2 separate regions of the Sus scrofa genome follow, and region 2 is linked to region 1. The links are chromatin contacts, called in public promoter capture Hi-C maps. All regions are on one chromosome and are shown on one strand. The core of a region is the stretch at or near the end of the contact, and the rest is flanking DNA. Distances in the headings are between cores, read along the strand shown. Region 1 holds the start of SYS1 (protein SYS1 homolog). Region 2 holds the start of SLC35C2 (solute carrier family 35, member C2).

The links. Promoter capture Hi-C pulls out the DNA fragments that hold promoters and counts their contacts.
Region 2: a promoter capture Hi-C map of liver shows a contact between it and region 1, with 4 times the contacts expected there. The contact joins the promoter of SLC35C2 here to the promoter of SYS1 in region 1. A contact is called at or near these places in 1 of 5 promoter capture datasets (liver) and 1 of 2 datasets of contacts at active chromatin or transcription factors (alveolar macrophages).

Annotation. Positions count from the first base shown.
Region 1 is chr17:47,684,501-47,687,513 of Sscrofa11.1, reverse strand. SYS1 (protein SYS1 homolog) reads right to left here and starts at 1,330. Exons shown (of 4, transcript XM_005672967.3): 1 at 1,130-1,330; 2 at 667-911. The coding sequence starts at 828. It overlaps DBNDD2 (dysbindin (dystrobrevin binding protein 1) domain containing 2), which reads right to left and starts at 1,294. Exons shown (of 6, transcript NM_001243672.1): 1 at 1,130-1,294; 2 at 667-911.
Region 2 is chr17:48,523,821-48,527,227 of Sscrofa11.1, reverse strand. It overlaps SLC35C2 (solute carrier family 35, member C2), which reads left to right and starts at 2,116. Exons shown (of 10, transcript NM_001185159.1): 1 at 2,116-2,158. It overlaps ELMO2 (engulfment and cell motility protein 2), which reads left to right. Exons shown (of 21, transcript XM_021078300.1): 21 at 1-529.

The DNA.
Region 1 (3,013 bases), core at 81-2,580:
GGGAACTCCCTAAAGCACCCTCTGGGCCTCAAAACATTTTGTTGAGGATTACTGTAGTCCAAAGAGGAAATAAGTTTAGAAAGGTGAAATAACTTGCCCAAGTCCCACAGTTAGAATGCTGGGGTCTAGACTGGACCCTAAGCTTTTCTGAATCCAAAGTACAGGCTCTCTGCAGTCTGCCACCTTTCTGATACTGATTTTATGATTTTGCAGACAGGAAAACTGAAGTTCAGAGAGGTGAGGATACTTTCCCAAGGTCACATGGCTAATACATGGGAGTTAAACAGAGTCCTGACTCCAAAGCCCAGGTAGTTCCCACTCTACCTCCGTGAATGATCTTTTATCCATTCCTCCCTCCCCAGTTTGATACCTGGAAATCTAGGGCTCAGAGAAGTGAAGTCACTTTCTCAGTGTCAGCAAGGAGATGTATCAGACTGCCTGGAACGCAGGTCTGTTTATTCTAACACCCAGGGCCTTTCCTTTGTACCAGTCTGCCTTCCCGTTATGAGTCATTCCATTTTACGGATGGGGCAGCCGAGGTTCGGAAAGTGATATCCCTTTCCCAGAGCCACAAAGTGAGAAGGTAGCCCAGTGAGGTCTACAGCCATTAGTGACAGACCACCTCGTGAAGCCGAGACCCCGCCCGCGTCGGCCCAGGGACCCTACCTCGGCGTCGAACATCTGGTCCAGCGAGGGGCTGCTGCGCACCAGCCCGTCCACCAGCGCCAGCCACAGGCCTAGCGAGCCGTAATAGACAGTCTGCATGAGGACGATCTGTGACAGGATCAGCAACGGGTCCCACACGTAGCTGCGGAACTGGCCCGCCATGCCGGCTCGCGGGGCACTGCTGCCGCCCGGGCCTGGGTCAGCGCCGCCGCCGCCGCGCCATGGGCCCCGGGCAGCCCCGGCACCTGCGAGGACACACACACGCCGGGCCTCAGCCAGCCGGCCGTCACCATGGCAACATCGCCCCGCCCAGGAGGAGGGGCTGGGACGGAGGGGGCGAGCCCATTCCCGGAATGGGGGGGAGGGCAGGACGGACAGACCCATTACCGAACTGAGGGGAAGTCCTGCCCGTTACGGCTGCTCGAGCCCCGCCCGTCCTCGAGCTTCTCTGAAGTTCACTCACCAGTGTCGGACTCGAGAATCAAAGCGTCCGAGTGCGGCCCAGTCTCACCGGCTGGCCCCCGAAGCAGTGCTGACAGGCAGAACCATGGAGAAGAGTCCCTACAGGCCTAGAGAGGCAAAGCTCCAGCGGCGGCCGAGGCAGCAGCGGATACGTAGGAAGGAAGCGTTTCCGGGAACAGCGTAGGGGGCGGGGCTGAGATTGCGCAGGCGTAGGGGTGCAGTCTTCGGCGGAGCCCCCTAAAGCAGGGGTGGGGGCGGGTTTTAGGGCGGCCCCGAACCGAAGTATGCACATGCGCACAATAAAGAATGAAGGCGAACGGAAGTGAGGCGTGAGCGCGGTGGAGCTTGCGTGCCCTCTAGAGGGGGATCTTGGGGAAAGTAGGGTAGCTGGGGTGGAAGATAGAGGGGTGGCCGTGGGCGAGGGAAAGTCTGGGAATTAAGGGATTGATTACGTCGACTCTGTTTTCAACCTAGATTCCCAGCGTTTTCTTTCGCCTAAAGTCCGGGGTGACTTAAAATGAACCTGCCAGCAATTCCACACATGATTTCGCCCCTGTTTCCTTAGATAAAACTAAGGGTCAGAGAAGGAAAGCAACATACTGTCTCAAAGACAGTGGCAATCAAAATTAGAATTCAGCTGTGCCCAACACCACAGCATTGATTTCGGGCCTATAGAGTGGTTAGGAAGATTTGGACACTTTCAAATGAAACAGCTCTGCTCTCAGACAAACTCACTGTGTTAGAAGGCAAAGTACTGGGTGTTTTATAATGTATCCATTTATATTTATATATCCATATGTATTTATTAAGGGGGAGGAAGCAGAGGTTCTGAATTCATACCTAGAAGCATATCCACATTCTGCCTGCCACCCTGACTGTGAGCATGTCTTGCTCACCATGACTTCTCTTCTGAGTCTAAATAGTGTGGACAGTCAGTAAATATTTGCTGAATGAGTCAAGAATAGAGAAAGGGCAACAGCAAATTGATGAATCATTTCATTCCTGCCTCAGCGGACCAAAACCCCTCAATTTCATTGATCCTAGGTTTTCCTTTTCCGGAATGGAAAGAAGGGAAGTAACTGGTTCCAGGAAAAAAAAAAATCCAGGTTTTAGAGCCTGCTGTACTAGTTGTGTGACTAGTACACTTCCTTCTTTAAACCTCAGCTTCCCTGTTTCTGAAACGTAAAGTTAGACAAGATTAATGTTTTACATCATTTAATCTACTCTCCTTTAATTACTTCCCAGTTAAAACAACTTTATCAAAGACCCATGTCACTTGCACATCAGAATTTCTGAACAGCATGTGATAAGCATGATAGCACCTTGAGCTGATACAATTTCAGACAAAAGTAAAGAACCTTGATACTCTATCAAGAGTAAGTCAGGATTCCCATCATGGCTCAGCAGTGACAAATCCGACTACTAGCCATGAGGACACAAGCTTGGTCCTTGGCCTTGCTGAATGGGTTAAGGAGCCAGGGGCATTGCCACAAGCTGAGGCGTAGGTCACAGACATGGCTCTGATCTGGCGTTGCTGTGGCTGTGGTGTAGGCCAGCAGCTACAGGTCCAGTTTGACTCCCAGCCTGGGAACTTCCATATGCCGCAGGTGCGGCCCTTAAAAAAAAAAAAAAAAGAGGATGTGATTTCGCTTATTATTTGGAAATGTTGTAAACAGTTCCCTTGGACTCCAGTTTGCAAGTCATTAAAGCCCAAAGACATGAGGTGCTTTCCAGCTCAACTGTTCTTTTAGGCCCCTCAGTTGAGCTCAGCAAATCTCTCTGGTTCATGGATGACTCAGATGATTTAATGTTTCTGCGAAAATATCATGTTTGTTAAGTATCTACATGATCTTATTTATTTCTCACAATCCGGGAAGGTAGATAT
Region 2 (3,407 bases), core at 867-3,366, 840 kb before region 1:
GTCTTTTCCTTCTTCGGGGAGAAATCGCCCCCTAACCTGAATGGCAGCCTTCCCGTTTGCTTCCCTTTGGCCTTCCAGACTCAGGAGGCTTGCCTGTCCTTCCTCTCTGGCCCAGCGCTGTGGTTCCTCCCATTGGCTTTGATTTCAGGGAGCCGGCTGGGGCCAGGCAAGGCCACAGCTGTGCCAGTGGGCCTTCCCTGGTGCTGCAGCGCTTGTAAACCACACGCACAGCCTCTCTCCTTGGCCACGTGTAAACACAGGGGCATTCAGTATTGGTAGCCTGGCATGGTGGGTACTGCCCAATGAAGAGGGTACTATATATTTTCTTTACTATAGGCCATACTTATACAGACGTGTATATATATTTATATAAGATCTACCTATCCTAGGATGGAATGTTGGAGGGAAAATAAAATGGGAGGCCAAAAAACAAAAAGGTAACACTTCCAGTTGTGGGCTAAGATTGTAACCTGAGTGGCTGGGAGCTTCCTGTCAGTAACCATGTTTTCAATAAATACTCTTTCATGTACAAACTCGTTCCTATTAACAGCTCTTTCTCTGTACTTGCTCCCTGCCCAAGGGAGCTTTCACCTTGACAAGGCTTCATTGCAGTGTGTCTGGGAGATGTTAGCGAGCTCCAACTGGAGCCGTCAAGAGTCCCTTCCAAGAGTCCCTTCCTCCTCTTCAAGGACTCTGCCCCCACCAAGCTCATGCCTGCGTGCACGCGGGTACACACACACACCCCTGCTGGTTAATGATGCCACAGACTGTCACACCAAGACAAAGTGCTTTCTGCTCAAGCCTGCCGGGTACAGCAGGAAAAGGCATACTCTACACCCGCGTGGACATGTCCTCCCTCTTCTTCCTGCCAGGGACACAGCCAGGAACAGCTCCAGTCCTCATGCCTTACAGAAAAGGCAAGTTCTTCACCCTGTGTGTTGCCGATGCTTGGTGCCCAGCCTACCAGCTGGTGTTTTACGCCGTAGCTCCAAACCTCAGCCTTGGTAGCTGGGAGGCTAGAATGAGGACGGTGATGTAGATACTGCATCCTGCCTCTGAGGGAGAAGAGGCTGAGAATCAGCACTTTCAAAAGGCACAGCAAGTGCATGCAGCCTTGGGGGCTGAATAAAGCCCAGAGCCTGGGTGCCATTGTAGGTGATGGTAAGTGCTGAATGAGCGAATGCCTGCGTGATGCCAGCTGGTGGGGCTGGGCAGCAGCGGCTTGCATAATGAACTGCTTTGACACTCTGGCCTCCATCCTTCTGTTCAGCGAGGCCAGGGAGCCCAGCTGAGTCCATTGCAAGGACTCCTGTTTGCAGCCAGCCTTAGAGCTACAGATCTAGGAGGCAAAAAGTCCCAAACTGGGCCTCAATCTGCAACCCTAGCCTGCCCTAGCCTCCAAATGTTTCCCTCTCTCCATATGCTCTCGGCCTTTTAATCCATCCTGCAAGATGAGGAGGATCCCAACTCCCTACTGGCATTTTTGGGCTCATTGCAACCTGCCCCTTGGTTACTTTTCCAACCATGGTTTTTTTTATAAACAAGTGGGCTCCAAGCCAGGCTCCAGTCTTCTTCTGGCCTCCTTATTTCCTCAGTCTGGGATGCTCTCCGACTCACTGAAATTGAGATCATTCTTTAAAGGTTCAGGCATTCAGAAAATGTTTAATGTTTATTATTTATTACCTCTCATGGATCTTCTAAGTCCTAATATTTAAAGCCCCTAACATCACTCCCCAGCTGGCTTGAGCTCCCAGAAGAAAAAGCCCAGGAGAGAGCTTAGTGTTTCCATGGTTGCCCAGCACTAGCTTGGAGAAAGTAAATACTTAATTTGTAAGCAGCTGACGGTTTTCTGGCTGCCAGAGGTGCGCAGGGGTCTGCAGGAGGCACCGGGGCTCCAGGCCGAGACCCCGGTGGAACCCAGGAGACAAACAACCACAGCCCAAGACCCTGCTCGGCGCGGGGCGCCGGGAGCAACCCGTGAAGCAGAGCGAGGGCGCGCTGCACGGGGTCTCCGCAGAGCGCCCTCGGCCCCGCCCCCGCCCCGCCCCCATCCCCGCCCCGCCCCGCCCTCGGCGGCTTCCGGCAGAAGTTCCCCGGGCGGGTGGCGGCGCTCGGCCTCGCACTTCCGGGAGGAGGAATCCCAAGCGCCCGCTACGAGGTGAGTGGGCGCGCGGCGGGCCTTCGGCGCGCTCCCGGGGTCGGTGGGAGGGGGGACCCGGGCAGGACTGGGAGCGGGGTCCCAGTCTGGCAACGCGTGCCACAGCTTGGGGCCCACCGGGGACCTGCCCCTCCCGGGCCTCGGTGTCCCCGTCTTGGAGGAGCCCGAGGCTCCGCGCGCGCTCCGCTCTCCCTCCACCCCCCGGCATTTCCCGAGCACCCGAGACGTGACCCAGGCAGGCATCACGCCGAGCCAGCCCTGCCCTTGGAGAGGCCGCATCCCGCCGTGGGGTGGGAGTTGGAGATGAACAGTAATCACGTAGGCAAATGAGGAAACGTCAGGCAGTGGGAGGTGCCACGAGGATTAGGAGGGTCCCCTACCCACACCCCTGGAGGTTCAGCCAAGCAAAGGTCGGTGGAAGAGTGTACTGGGCAGAGGGAACAGCACATGCAAGGAAGCACACAGGCTTGTGTTGGACCAGGGGCCAGCGTGGCAGAAAGGAGGGGAGGGAAGAATGAGGTTGCAGATGTGGGCAGAGGCCAGAGGGTAGGAGGCCTTCCTCTTGGGCCAGTGAGGGCCTGGTCTGTTTTCTGTGCTGAAGCCATCCCTCCCGCTGAACTGTGAACTCCAGACCATAGAGGGCGAAGAGGAAGTAGGGATACCAATTAGAAGGCTTGTTAACTTTGAGAAGGTGCTCCTTGGGGGCTCCCGTCGTCATGGGGACTCCCTGCAGTGAGGGGACCTGGACTGGTTCCTGGAAGGAAGGGTAGGATTTGAACAGTGGAGGGACAGCATGGCAGTGATGGAGCAGGAACCGCACCAAAAGCAAGAAGGCGCCAGAAGGCGATTCCCAGGAGGATGCAGACTGCCCCAGCTTGGGAGCTTGGAAGGGGACAGCAGTCTTAGCGCCGGCATGCCCTGGGGTTGCCCATGGGATGTCAGCAGTCAGACTTAATAGGGAGCAGATTTGTCCCCCAGGTGAAATTTAGCAGACATTGTTGGTTGTCACAACTTGGGATGAGGCGGAAGGGATGCTCCAGGCATCAAGGGTGGAGAGACCTGGGGATGCAGTGGAACATCCTCCAATGCACAGGACAGGCCATCTCCCCAAAGAAGATGATCTGGCCCCAAGTGTCAGTCATTCCAAAGCTGAGAAATGTTTGTAGAGAGGAAGGTGCACGGGCCTGGAGTTCTCTTAGATGTGGATTTGGTGCCCATGTGCTCCACTCTAGCTGTGTGAGCAGGAGTC